2 separate regions of the Mus musculus genome follow, and region 1 is linked to region 2. The links are chromatin contacts, called in public Hi-C maps. All regions are on one chromosome and are shown on one strand. Each heading gives the region's core, a stretch centred on a gene start, on an enhancer-like site or on the middle of the called end of the contact. The rest is flanking DNA. Distances are from core to core; before and after follow the strand shown.

What was found. Hi-C and Micro-C count contacts between places; a contact is called where the count stands out from the background.
Region 1: a contact with region 2 is called in a Hi-C map of double positive thymocytes, with 2.8 times the contacts expected there. The contact joins the promoter of Fcf1 here to the enhancer-like site in region 2. A contact is called at or near these places in 6 of 39 promoter capture datasets (the C10 cell line, embryonic stem cells, liver and 1 more), 5 of 484 Hi-C or Micro-C datasets (B cells, CD8 T cells, Th1 cells and 2 more), 12 of 115 datasets of contacts at active chromatin or transcription factors (CD8 T cells, the SCID.adh cell line, bone marrow-derived dendritic cells and 8 more) and 4 of 9 other capture datasets (adipose tissue, embryonic stem cells, liver and 1 more).

What each region holds. Positions count from the first base shown.
Region 1 is chr12:84,966,676-84,972,815 of GRCm38.p6, reverse strand. Fcf1 (FCF1 rRNA processing protein) reads right to left here and starts at 1,886. Exons shown (of 8, transcript NM_028632.2): 1 at 1,851-1,886; 2 at 1,534-1,601. The coding sequence starts at 1,853. Arel1 (apoptosis resistant E3 ubiquitin protein ligase 1) reads left to right here and starts at 1,967. Exons shown (of 20, transcript NM_178065.5): 1 at 1,967-2,187.
Region 2 is chr12:84,759,466-84,766,466 of GRCm38.p6, reverse strand. It overlaps Npc2 (NPC intracellular cholesterol transporter 2), which reads left to right. Exons shown (of 4, transcript NM_023409.4): 2 at 1,083-1,190; 3 at 5,575-5,747. Among named protein-coding and RNA genes, the nearest start is that of Npc2, 10 kb to the left of the region's middle. Within about 2 kb of position 5,021, at least 115 of the 459 cell types and tissues checked have an H3K27ac peak or open chromatin away from gene starts, as enhancers often do. A contact at or near this core is called in CD8 T cells, Th1 cells, adipose tissue and 9 more, where this site is marked.

The DNA.
Region 1 (6,140 bases), core at 637-3,136, 210 kb before region 2:
TTAGCATCAACATATACTATGAGAACAAGTAAATAGAGCAGGAAGTAGCCAGAAAATATAAAAATTAATCAGTAAGGCTAATAAACTCAAGATGTTGTTAATGAATAAATTCTAATTATTAACTTTTTTCTTGGTATAAATGGGGGTTGATTTTACTCAAAGTACATTATATACCCACTTGAAAAATAACATAATGATATCTATTGTTATGTATAATATATGCTAAAAAAAAACAAAAACAAACCACGTGTAAGAGGCCGTGAAGAGGTTGTTATTAACCTGCTGAAGACTTCTGAATATCCCAAGGTAGGCATGGTGGCCCTCCTAGCTCCAGGGAGAGAGAGGCAGACAGAGCCCTAAAAATTCGAGGTCTGGTTTACATAGCAAGTTTCAGGGTAGCCAAGGCTACTTAGTGAGACCCTGTCTCAAACAACAACAACAACAACAACAACAACAACAACAACAAACCAAACCAAATCAAACCAAAAAGGACTCAAACCACAAGTTTAGGAGGAAAGTTTCTCCACGTTATTTATAAAGGCCTGAAACATAACACACGTATAAAATAAAGACTCAACACAAGGAAGTGATCAGTGGGACATTGTTAGATAAAATAAAAACCCACATCAGAAGCTGAGAATAATAATTCTGAAGGTTCTAATGACCACTCTCTTGTTCCGAAAATCTTAAACACGAAGAAGCCCAGTCTTCATTAAATTAACTGTTTACCCAGTCCTTACCGATACAGAGAAACTGGTTGAGTGTTCTTTATTTATTTTTATTTTTTTTTTTTAAAAGATTTATTTATTTATTATATGTAAGTACACTGTAGCTGTCTTCAGACACACCAGAAGAGGGAGTCAGATCTCGTTACGGATGGTTGTGAGCCACCATGTGGTTGCTGGGATTTGAACTCTGGACCTTCGGAAGAGCAGTCAGGTGCTCTTACCCACTGAGCCATCTCACCAGCCCCTTGAGTGTTCTTTATAATGGGAATATCATACTAGCATGTTCGAAGGTTCTGAATTCTTTTTTTGTTTGTTTGTTTGTTTTTTTTTCGAAACAGGGTTTCTCTGTATAGTCCTGGCTGTCCTGGAACTCACTCTGTAGACCAGGCTTCGAACTCAAAAATCCGCCTGCCTCTGCCTCCCGAGTGCTGGGATTAAAGGCGTGTGCCACCACCGCCCGGCAAGGTTCTGAATTCTTACAACTTATAAAATGGGACTATCTTGGACTTTTCCCATCGTCCTTTTTAAACTTGGGTGGCAGGACCTGAAGACAGCCATGGTATGACCTCCTCACCGGCTTTCCCACAACGATACCATGCCCTGCCCCACCGAATGTGTGACTATAATTCCATGCAACACAGACCTAAGACATTATAAGCAAAACAAAAAAACATCAAATGTTTCTACTTAGCCCATCGTGACTTCTGCAGTTTAAGAAACCAGTACATCAGATGTTTCTACTTAGCCCATCGTGACTTCTGTAGTTCTGATCAGTTTAAGAAACCAGTTGGTTCTGACCACTCACAGTCGCTCGTCTCTCAGACTGAGCATTCGCTTCATAGTCGCATATTTCCTTGTTTTCTTTTGCTTCCCCTTGAAACAGAAGTTTTCGAGTTAAAAAGAGCTGAAAACATCTTTTAAAGTTCTCTTCTATTTTTCTTGCCCCTCCCCAAACAGCACTCAGTCCCCCTCCCTACTCCCTTCGAACTAAGGCCAGAATGGAATTAAACAAACAAACAAACAAACAAACAAACAAGGAAGCACCGAGTCTATATCTGGCCAAAGGCTGAGCTCCCGTTTGCTCCCCAAAACTCTCTGACAAAGTTCTCCCACTCCGCTCACCATGTTCACGCCGCACTCCTGTTTCTTCCGGAATCGCTCGCAGCGCGACACTTTACGTCATCCTCACGCTCTTTCCGGCAAAGGCCAACCCGGAGGCGGAAGCTACTTTGGGAAACGTAAAAGCTCCGAGCCGGCTCCTAACGCTGGCGGAGATCGACACTGGAGATTTTTTTGGGGGGCGGGTGGAGGGTAGGATTTGTGCTGGATGAGGCCGCTGCTTCCTCGGACCCCAGAACTAGGACTTGGCCACGTTGCAGCCCCCGTTCGGGTAACGTTTTTCTTCACGCCGCAGCCGGAGGCAGAGCCCAGCCGACCGTAGGCACCAGAATTGCTGAAGGCGAGCGAGAGAAGAGGGGACGAGGGCAGAGGGGTCGGGAATCCTGGGCGTCCCATAGTTTGACAGTACATTCTGGTTTTCCTCTGGCACATCATTTCAGCCTTGGCTCTGTAGTTCAGCCTTGAGGCTCTGGTTATTGATTGGTTTTCCTCGCCGGCTTGGAACTTGTGAGGCTGGGCGTAAGATTCTTCGGAAAGAGAGGAATGTAATAGCGATGGAGGACATCCCCCCCCAATGTTCTCCCTCCGTCTCTGTCTGTCTGCATCTCTCTCTCTCTCTCTCTCTCTCTTCCCGTGTGTGTGTACGAGCACGAGCGTGCAGGTGCATCAGAGCAGAAATTCAGAGCAGAAGCCAGAGGAAGCTGCTTGTCTTTATCTTCCACTTTTTAGAAAACAGTCTGTCTTACCCAACCTGGAAACACCTCCACCTCCGGTTTTTGCTAGATTGACTGACCAAAAAGCCCCAGAGATACTCCCATCCCTGCCCTCCGGTGCTGGAGTGGACAAGCCCACTACTCCCCGGCTTGTTTTCTAACCAGATCCTGGGCAAACCAAACTCAGGGCTTCTTGCTTGGTCAGCAGGTATTTTACTCATTGAGCCAATTATCCCAGTCGCAGTGGCCTTTTTTAGACGATCACAAGAAAAACAGGTGCAGAAGCTTATATGTGCAACTACTTAGCAAGCCTGGAATGTGATGGGGAACAGTGCTCTTCGTTGTGAAGCCTGGTGTGCAGTCCTTAATGGGAGAGGGAGAATATGTGGGAATGAGAAAGCGAAACTGGGCAGTGTTTGGTTTTGTTTTCCGTTTGCTTGTTTGTCTTTGCTTTTAGGATGTATTCTAGTTGTTCTTAGCCATCCGGAGAGAGGTTTCTTTTACCCCTTGAGAGTCTGTGGAAGGCCAGGGACAGCTTTCCTGGAAGTGGATGTGCAGTTTATGAGACTTGTAGGCTATGTGAACTTCATCTTAGTTGACTCTTTTGATACCTTTGTTTTACCGATGTTGAAGCTGTGCCCTAGACGCTCAGAGGTCAGTTTGGTTCGCTTGTGATTTTCTTACTGCATGACACTGACCTAGTGTTACTGGGTTCAGAGGTGTTCGAGGTGTAACAGTGCGAGGCAGTGCATTGGTTATGGGACTCGGGCGTTTGACTGGCTGCAGTTCACTCCCTCTCTTGAGTTGCTTTATTTGCATTGCTTTGGGCCATCAGTTGGTGCCTCTGTTTCTTTGTGTATAAAGCTAAGCTCATCATCACAGCACCTATATTACCCAGACACCACTAGGACCGACCTGTGTTTTCATAGTCATAAGCATCGTCCCTAGAGATGCTTGCCATTAAAGTCTTTTCAGTCATTTCCTGTCAAGTTTTTCCAGCCCGAAAGGTTACACCACTTGAGTGTTCATGTGTTTTTTTACTATTTTGAAACTTGACCGTGTTGGCGAACCTCAGAACTCTTACTAAACTTTCAGGTCTCTATAACGGGTCATTTTGTGTCGGTTTGAATGTGAAACTGCTGTCCTTCCTGTTGTTCTCTTTGAGAGACTCATATGTGTGCAGGTCTCTCTGTTGTTCACACATCTGTGGGTTGTGAATTTTTGGTGTTGAAATCATTTTATTATTGACATGTCTTCAGAGACTTTACTTCTGCTTTACCCCCACCGGGAGTTCCTTATCTTTTCACAACAGGTTGTGTCTGCCAGGCTACCATTCATGGGTAGAATTAACAGCACCCATATTTTTAAAAAATGAAACATATACAGAAGTGGATGCTCACCGTCATCTATAGGATGGAACACAGGGCCCCCAATATAGGAGCTAGAGAAAGTACCCAAGAGCTGAAGGGGTCTGCAACCCTATAAGTGGAACAACAATATGAACTAACCAGTACCCCCAGAGCTCGTGTCTCTAGCTGCATATGTAGCAGAAGATGGCCTAGTCAGCCGTCATTGGGAAGAGAGGCCCCTTGGTCTAGCAAACTTTATATGCCCCAGTACAGGGAATGCCAGGGCCAAGAAGTGGGCTTGAGTGGGTAGGGGAGCAGGGCGGGGGGAGGGAATAGGCAACTTTGGGATAGCATTTGAAATGTAAATGAAGAAAATATCTAATAAAAAATGTGGGGAAAAAAAGAAACATGTTAGTGATTAGGCATTTAGCCGTTTTTTGGGGGTGGGAGATTAGAGACAGGGTTTCTCTGTGTAGCCCTGGCTGTCCTGGAACTCACTCTGTAGACCAGGCTGGCCTCGAACTCAGAAATCCGCCTGCCTCTGCCTCCCAAGTGCTGGGATTAAAGGCGTGTGCCACCACTGCCCACCGGTATTTAGCCTTTTTAATAAACATGGTCAATTATTAAAAAAAGAAAAACCATCTGGAGACTGATTAGAAAAGAGAGAGAGAAAGAAACAGAGACAGAGAGAGAAAAAGAGAGACAGAGACAGACAGACTGCATCCTTGTGCACTTGATTGAGAGCACTCAAAGAGAAAATTGCCGAGCTAGGTAATTTGTAACTTGCTTTTAAATTCAGGGACTGAAAGAAAAGCCCTTTCCTCTCAAGCTTGAAATCTGTTTTTTTTTTTTTTTCTTTTATTTTAAATCGATTTGCAGCTTCTGTTCTGAGAACTTTCTGATCCTTGATTGTTAATACTTGATAAGGAGCTGAATCAGTGGAGGAACACTGTGGGGGTTGAGAACATAGCTAGCAGAGTATGAGAACTGTGGGGTTGAGAACATAGCTAGCAGAGTGCTTTGCTGCATTGTAATTTTGTCATAATCTGGGGATCTTAAAGCCTACGATTAAAGCCTCAGCTATTATATGCCATCCTTTGATAGGGATGGAAGGTAGCATGGTTTTGACTGTGTTGAATGGAAGTGGGAAGTAATTACTTTTGACTGCACACTCGTGAGGGAAAGAATTACTTTAGTCCTTCTTAGTGGTTCATTGTGTGTTTTCTGTAGTCCTGAAGAGAAAGAGTCTCTGAGACCCCTGAGTCCACAGTTTGAATACTTAATTGGCCTTGGACTTTGTTCTCCTTATTAATTGGTCTAAATACATTTGAATAGAATTACGACTAGTGGGAGAGCCCCTAGGGAACATCTTATATTTCAAGTTAATGTAGAGATATTATTTCTAGTCTCAAACTACATGTTTACATTTATCTCATGGGCCATATGTTGTTCCCCCAACAAACATTTATTTGGTTAATTACTTTTTAATCTAACCTGGTGATTTTAAATGGAGTAACGGCCAGAGAGATGGCGTGGTGGCTAAGAACACTGGCTGCTGTTTCAGTGATCCAGATTTGGCTCTCAGCACCCACATCTGACAGCTCACAACTGCCCATAAGCCTGACTCCAGGGGGTTTGTCACCTTCTTCTAGCCTTCACAAAAAAACCACATACATACACACACACACATACAGAGAGAGAGAGAGAGAGAGAGAGAGAGAGAGAGAACCCATATACATAAACTAAAAACAAAAGATGCTTAAAATGTGGTAATATAAGATACAGCGTGTTCTCCTGTCTTGATGTTGGATTGGTTACATGACACTTTAGAGGTACATCACATATTCACACAGCATTTATTGAGAGGCTATTCTGTCCCAGACAACATGCTAGTTATTGTTAAAACAAAAACAAAAGCAAACTCAGCCTCTGTTGAAGAATAACTTATAAATAGTTAAATACTATACCAAGTGGTCAACTTGGAAAAATTATTGCTCATGTTCAGCCTTCTGCAAGGGTCCTGGTTAGAGTATGGCTGCTTAACATACCCTACAACAGTTAAGATTTTGTAACATTAGTAAGTACTATAGTATATTATTTTACCTGGTTTTTTTTGTTGTTGTTGTTGTTTTTAAAGAAAAGGTCTAGTGTATCACAGGCTGGCCTTGAACAATTGAGCATAACCTAGAACTTCATTTGTTTGCTTGTTTATACAGCCTTGGCTGTTCTGG
Region 2 (7,001 bases), core at 3,772-6,271:
GGAAACTTAGCATCACTCTGTAGACCAAGCCCCACAGGGTTCTTGAGACAGTCCATGCTTATCCATAGTGTTTATTGTTTATTTACAGTGTGGGTGCATATCACTTCCCCAGGGTGGGTCAGAGATTAAATACCTTCTACAGGAAGGAATGTCCTAGAAGAGAAGATTATTGGCTAAACCCTCGGGGCCTCTGTTGTGATCTTTGAGACCATTACTTTCCTATGTGAGGAGGGTGGTCACATGTTCCAGACCAGGAGTCTTGTCAGGGAGCAGGAGGTGCCTACCGTTCTCAGATGGGTGCTGGGGTCTCTGAACCTGCTCGACCTTACCAAGTTTCCTGGCACTACCCCACACACTGGTATTCTCTTTGCCAAAAAAAAATCGACTAGATTTTTATTCAATTTATAGGATCGATTTTAGCAGTACTGAGAGTCTCAAGTTGTGAGTGTGAGTGTGTGTGTGTGTGTGTGTGTGTGTGTGTGGTGTGTGTATGAGAGAGAGAGAAGATGGGTGTGTAACGTATGTGGGTGTGTGGATGTGCACACGTAGAGCTCAGAGAATAACTTCGTGTGTCGGTCCTTACCTTCTCTCTCGTTTTTTTTTTCCCGGTTTTATTGCCGCTGTGCTGGCTGCACCCTGCAATGTAACTGACTAGAAAGCTCACAGAGTTTCCTCTCTCTCTGCTCGCATCTCTCCTTAAGCACAGGAGTCACATGTGCGCACCACCACACCCAGCTTCTCGGAGGCTCAAACTCAGGCCCTCACACTGTGCAGCAAGTGTTTTACCTCCTGAGCCATCTACCCCGCCCCAGCTCCTTCATTCTAAAATCATCTCAGAGCTGGGCGTGGTGGCGCACGCCTTTGATCCCAGCGCTCAGGAGGCAGAGGCAGGCGGATTTCTGAGTTTGAGGCCAGCCTGGTCTTCCAGGACAGCCAGAGAAACCCTGTCTCGAAAAAAAAAAAAAAGTTCATCTCAGGAAAGCAGAAGCATCCCCAAGTGAGGGCACCGGGCAGACTCGGGATGCAGGTTTCCTCCCTAGTCAAACTCAACTTTGTTTTTTTCTTTTCTTTTTTTTTTTCAGGCTCTAAGGTGGGAGTTATAAAGGAGGTGAATGTGAGCCCATGTCCCACCGATCCCTGTCAGCTGCACAAAGGCCAGTCCTACAGTGTCAACATCACCTTTACCAGCGGTGAGTAGATGTGGCGTCTCCCTCCAATTCATGCCGATCCCGTAATATAAAAAATGTATGTAAGGCATAGGAGTGAGCATAGGGGACCAAGGGATTTGTCAGCCTCCTTCCTGACAACGTACACAAAGCTAGAATTCGCTATGTTCTCAGACAGGACGGAGTCTGGGTCCATAATTCTCCACTACTTGTCGAGTTCTGAAAGGAAACCTGGAGGACTGAGTTGATGAAAGGGAGGGAGGGCGTTCAACTTACAATTCCAGCTAGATGTGGGAGGGGGGGAAATAGTAGTTTCACAACATATAAAACAGACGCCAAAGCTGGGAATGTGAAACCTTAGCTGTGAGTCAGAACTACTCCAGAGCTCCTCTCAGATGCCAGGGTAGCTGTGTGATGTGTGTGATGTCTCACAGCAGGAAACCCCCAGGGCCACCACTGTGTCCTCAAACACCCTTCACGCTCTGGGCTCCTGCTGTTTCAGGTGCAGCCTGGTCCTGGAAGCCTGACCGAGGTGGCAGTGTGGGAATGACAGCCACGCTAGAGTGGTACCTAGAGTTATAGGAGAGGTTAGCTAGTCTATGTAGGAGGGCACTATATCGGGGTAGCCTCAAGCTGTAAACTTCTGGGAGGGGGAGCTGCAGTTCTAGTTTTGCATGTACTGCCAGGATTCACACTCTACCTACAGGGAGGTTTGAGTTTCCCGTGGGTCTAAGGCATTGGGTCCTTGGTATGGCTGTGCCCATTTCAATTATACACGTTCACCTGGGGTTCCATCCGCTCCATACACTCCCTCCAGGCTTCCCTGCGCCCCACAGGCTTCCATATATCTCACCAGTGAGGGCCAGACTCCTCCTAAGCAAACAGCTTGATTCTGCTGTGGCCACAGGTTAGAGAGAACAGCTTGGCGTTTTGTCTGACTTGACCCATAATGCACATCGGACTCTTAGAGGGGTATCAGCTGACGATAGAATGGAAGTTATTTACATTATGATAGTAGAAACTTAATTCTACAAACCTCAAAACTCCTTCATAACCTTCATTCCAGCCAGGCTGTGGGGGAAGCCCAAGAGCAGCTTCATATAATAGGTAATTCTAGGCTAGATGAAACTACATAGAGAGACCTTATCTCAGTGGTTTCTCGACCTTCCTCATGCTCCGACCCTTTAATGCAGATCCTCACGTTGTGGTGACCTCTAGCCACAAAATTGCTTTTGTTTCTACTTCTTAACTGTAATCTGGCTATTGTTATGAGTCATGGTGTAAATATCTGATATGTGGGGTGTCTGACATGTGACCCTACGAAAGGGTCATTTGACCCCCCTCAAAGGGGTCAAGACCCACAGGTTGAGAACTGCTGCCTTATCTCAAGAGAGAGGGTCTGTGTGAAGTGGCTCTGTGGGTAAAGGCACTTGTCCCCAAGCTTGATGACTTACGTTCAATCCCGAGAACCCAGACAGTCAAAGGAAAAAACTGAATCCATCAAGTGGTTCTCCGATCTCCACTTGTGCATTGTGTCACACTCGAGACACGCCCCCCATACACACACCCACGGGGGTGTGGGGCCGGTGTTGCACCACAGAGAGATGGCTCAGCAGTTGAGAGAGAGCTTGCTGCCCTTGAAGAGGACCTCAATTGGATTTCCGATGCCCACTCACAACCACCTGCAACTCCAGCTCAAGGGGATCGAGTCCCTTCTCCCCCCCCCTTGCACAGGCACCAAAACATATGTGTGCATACACACAGACACATAAAGATAAATGAAGATATCTAGACACGTGCAAAATGCTTCTCTCTGGAGAGAGCAGCTGCTTGGAAACTTTTCCTTTGCTTACTCTCCCGTGAACTGTGTAGGACTCGAAGTTCTCAGCACTGTTGGCTTCCAAGCTCGAAGAATGCCCACTCCGCTTTCTTTCCTCATATGCCCTATCCCCTGTTTGTTTAAGAAAAAAATCTAGAGGCTGGGGAGAGACTCAGTATGTAAGAACACTTGCTGCATAAATGTGAAGACCTGAGTTCAGATCCCAGTACCTACATAAAAAGCCGGGTGTGGCCACACAGGCACTTGCGCGCCTGTGCATTCAGGGCAGTGGGTGGCAGAGGCTGGCCGGCTGGAAAGATGAATGGAACCAGCCCAGCTCCAGGGGTAGTGAGGGCCTCAGTCAGGGTTTCTCTCGCTGCAAGTGAATCACCACGACCAAAAAAGCAAGTTGGTTTGGTACCAGTGGCAGGGTTAGGTTTAGGTATGGAGAAAACCTAAAAACGGTGGTAGCTGTGCTGTGTGTGATGCCAGTGGGGATGGCTGTAATGGATTCGGAAGCCATTTTGGAGGCAGTAGACACAGCAGCAATTTTGATAGTTACCGTAATTCATCTTCAGATGCTGGGCCTGTGATGGGAGGTAGCTCTGGAGGCAGAAGCTCTGGAGCCTGTGGTGGTAAAAAGGTGCCTAGCTAAACCACAAGACCAAGCTGCCAGTGCAGGAGCTCTCTGTGGCAGAAGGTTCTAGTTATAGCCAGGAAGTAAAGCTTAGCAGGAGAGGAGAGCCCAGGAAGTGACGGGGAAGCCTCAGGTTATAAGTTAAGACCTCAGCAAAACACAGTAGTGGTGGTGAGAAGAAGACATGTTTTAGAGACTCCTCGTGTATCTGAGCTGTTTCTGTGACTAATTGCGAAACAAGTTGTTTTAGTTTCTGTTCTGTGGAAAGTGTAACACATTCCAGTGACGGGGGTTGGGGGGGTGGGGGAGTGTTTTGTTCTGTTTCATAATTGTTATTATAACTTTGGATTTTGGGTTTGTTTGTTTGGTTGGTTTTTTTAGTTTTGATTTTTAGATTTATTCTATAGTTTTTACCAGCATGTGTGCATATTTAGTACATGCATGTCTGGTGCTCACAAGGGTCAGGGGAGGCTGTTGGATCCCCTAGAATTAGTGTTATGGATGGTTGTAAGCCACCATGTAGATGCTGAGAACTGAACCCTGGTCCTCTGGAAGAACAACAAGCCTTCTTCCCTGCCTGGGTTACTCTCCGTTGCTCCCTCCCCAAGTGAAGGGTTTTAATGTACAGTTTTCTTGGTCTGTGTTGTTGATCAGAGTAATAGTCTAATCATGATGCTGAATAAACATGTCTTTAATAAACTAAAATTAAGAGTCCCTGAGAGGGGCTGGAGAGATGGCTCAGCGGTTAAGAGCACTGACTGCTGCTCTTCATAGAGGTCCTGAGTTCAATTCCCAGCAACCACATGGTGGCTCACAACCATCTGTAATGGGATCTGATGCCCTCTTCTGGTGTGTCTGAAGACAACTACAGTGTACTCACATATATAAGATAAATAAATCTTAAGAAGAAAAAAAAAGAGTCCCTGATGATGACCTGGCAGGTGACGATGCCTGCTCTGTCGCCAAGGCTGACACCCTGAAGTTGAACCGCAGAATCCACACTTTGAACAGGAAGTCTGACTCCTGAATCTTGTCCTCCCGCCTCTGTAGATATGCTGTGACCTCTCCCCCACTGACTACGTGTACTAATGTAATTTAGGCATTGTTATTATTTAAAAATGAAACAAGTGAGACCCAGCTAATACCCTAGATCTCTAAAATGCCCTTACAATGTGTAATGTTACTGGAGGAGACGGGTCTGGGCCCCGGCAGCCTTGTCCTCCGTGTGTCTAAAAAGACAGTGAAAGCTTGAGAGAGGAAACTGAGTGTGGTCACACTGGGAAGAGGAACAAATCCAGAGGCTTAGTGAGCTCTTCCGGGTCACTGACAAGGCTTAGGTCTAAATAGAAGGCAAGAGGTCAAGGTATTAATGTATCCTTAGCTCAGCTCCTGGCCTGTCTCCAAGTTGTCAGAACCCTGTGACCTTCCTACATGGCAAGTTCCTTCTTCTGCTGGTACCAGGGCTCAGCTTTTCCCTTCTTCCAGTGGGGAATTCCAATTTCTTGGGGTACATTGTTTTCATAGCCTGATAGTCAGAGGGAGGCACGCGGTGGTAATAATACTTTCATCCCTTCTGCTTATCTTGCAGTGTAGGGGCTAGAGAAATGAACTTCTTTTTAATCTTCCATGGCATCTGAAGGATTACCTGCCACTGCTGTGCTAGACTGTGGTATTTAAAACTCAATGACAGAAGTCAGTGGTCCTGGGAGAGAGATAAGGTTATCTGTCCCAGTAGCCTGATTCCCTTGATGGAGAGCAAGGAAAGATACCAGCTTCCTTCATCACGTGACAGGGCTAGGTATTGAATGTGACTCATAGGGATGGAGACCCCATAGTTCGGGACCACCTGATCTTCTGGAGTCACCATTCCAGCATTTGATGATGTATTTGACGACTTGACTTAGAATTCACAAACGCATAGCTGCCTTCCACCTGACTCCCTGTCTTCCTAGGCACTCAGTCCCAGAACAGCACGGCCTTGGTCCACGGCATCCTGGAAGGGATCCGGGTCCCCTTCCCTATTCCTGAGCCTGACGGTTGTAAGAGTGGAATCAACTGCCCCATCCAGAAAGACAAGGTCTACAGCTACCTGAATAAGCTTCCGGTGAAGAATGAATACCCCTCTGTAAGTGACACCGTGGCTGAGGGCACCAGGCCCGCCCCGGGGCTGGGAGTGAGATGCAGAGACTGGGGCAAAGAGCTGGTGGTGGAGCTGGGAAGGCCTAAGGGAGAGGAGATGAGTTGAGGGACCCAAGGGTGCCATTTTTATAGCCCTAGCCCTCACCGCCTCCCTGTGTAGTGGCGATATTATTTCTGACTTACAAGCGAAGAATTTTAAGCTTCTGGTATTACATAATACAGAGTCCAAGTCCACTCTACCAAGAAGTCTTAGCACCTAGATTTAGAGGTAAGACTCCTAAGTCCAAAGCCTGTGCAGCGATTTTAGCCAGGTAACAAATAGTTAAAGGTAGAAACTGCCTTGGCAGCATCTTCAGGATCCTGGTTTCTCCTCCATATTCTTAAGGAGAGAGCAGGACCACTTAGCAGCAGCACTTGGGTGTCTCAGTGGAGCTGGGCGCCCCTCCAAGCCGACTTTACATACTCGCTAGCCACAGGTGCTGGAGTGGTGTCCCCTAGGTAGGGATTGTGATAAAAATAAAGGACATAAAGCAAGTGCTCCCCCCCCCCATTAAAAAAGGGGGTTACTTCATTGTTTTGTTCTAGAATTGTTTGTGTTCAGAAAAAAATCTCACTTGGTAGCCCAGGTTGGCTGGCTTTGAACTCCAGGCAGTCCTCCTGCCTCAACCTCGAAAATTCTGGAATTACAGACATATGTCATTAATCTTCACAGGTGTTACTTTTTTTTTTTTTTTTAAGGAAGCCAAGTAGAACCCAGATGTAATTTGTTTCTAGAAAGAGAAGTAGAAGACTAAAATATCAGTAGTCTTTAAGACAGTGGTTCTCAACCCCTTTGGGGCCTAAACGACCCTTTAACGAGGGTCACCTAAGAAACACAGATATTAACATTATGATTCTTGACAGCAGCAAAATTACAGTTATGAAGTAGCAACGAAAATAAATTTTTGGTTGGGGTCACCACAACATGAGGAACTGTGTTAAAGGGTCACAGCATCAGGAAGGTTGGGAACCTCTAGTTTAAGGGTTGTTGGAGACCCTAAAGATTTATAGGTGGCAGCGTCAGTATGCAGAGATCTGTCAGAGCCTGATTCACGGTAGGTACTTTGTATTTAGTTTGAAAAGTTTAAACTGTTAGTTTAAAAAAACAGTAACGCCGGGTGTGGTGGCACACAAGTCTTGCAATCAAAGCCAGGTTTTCAAGAATGTAGATGTTATTGTCCCTCAAGTGTTACATTGTGAA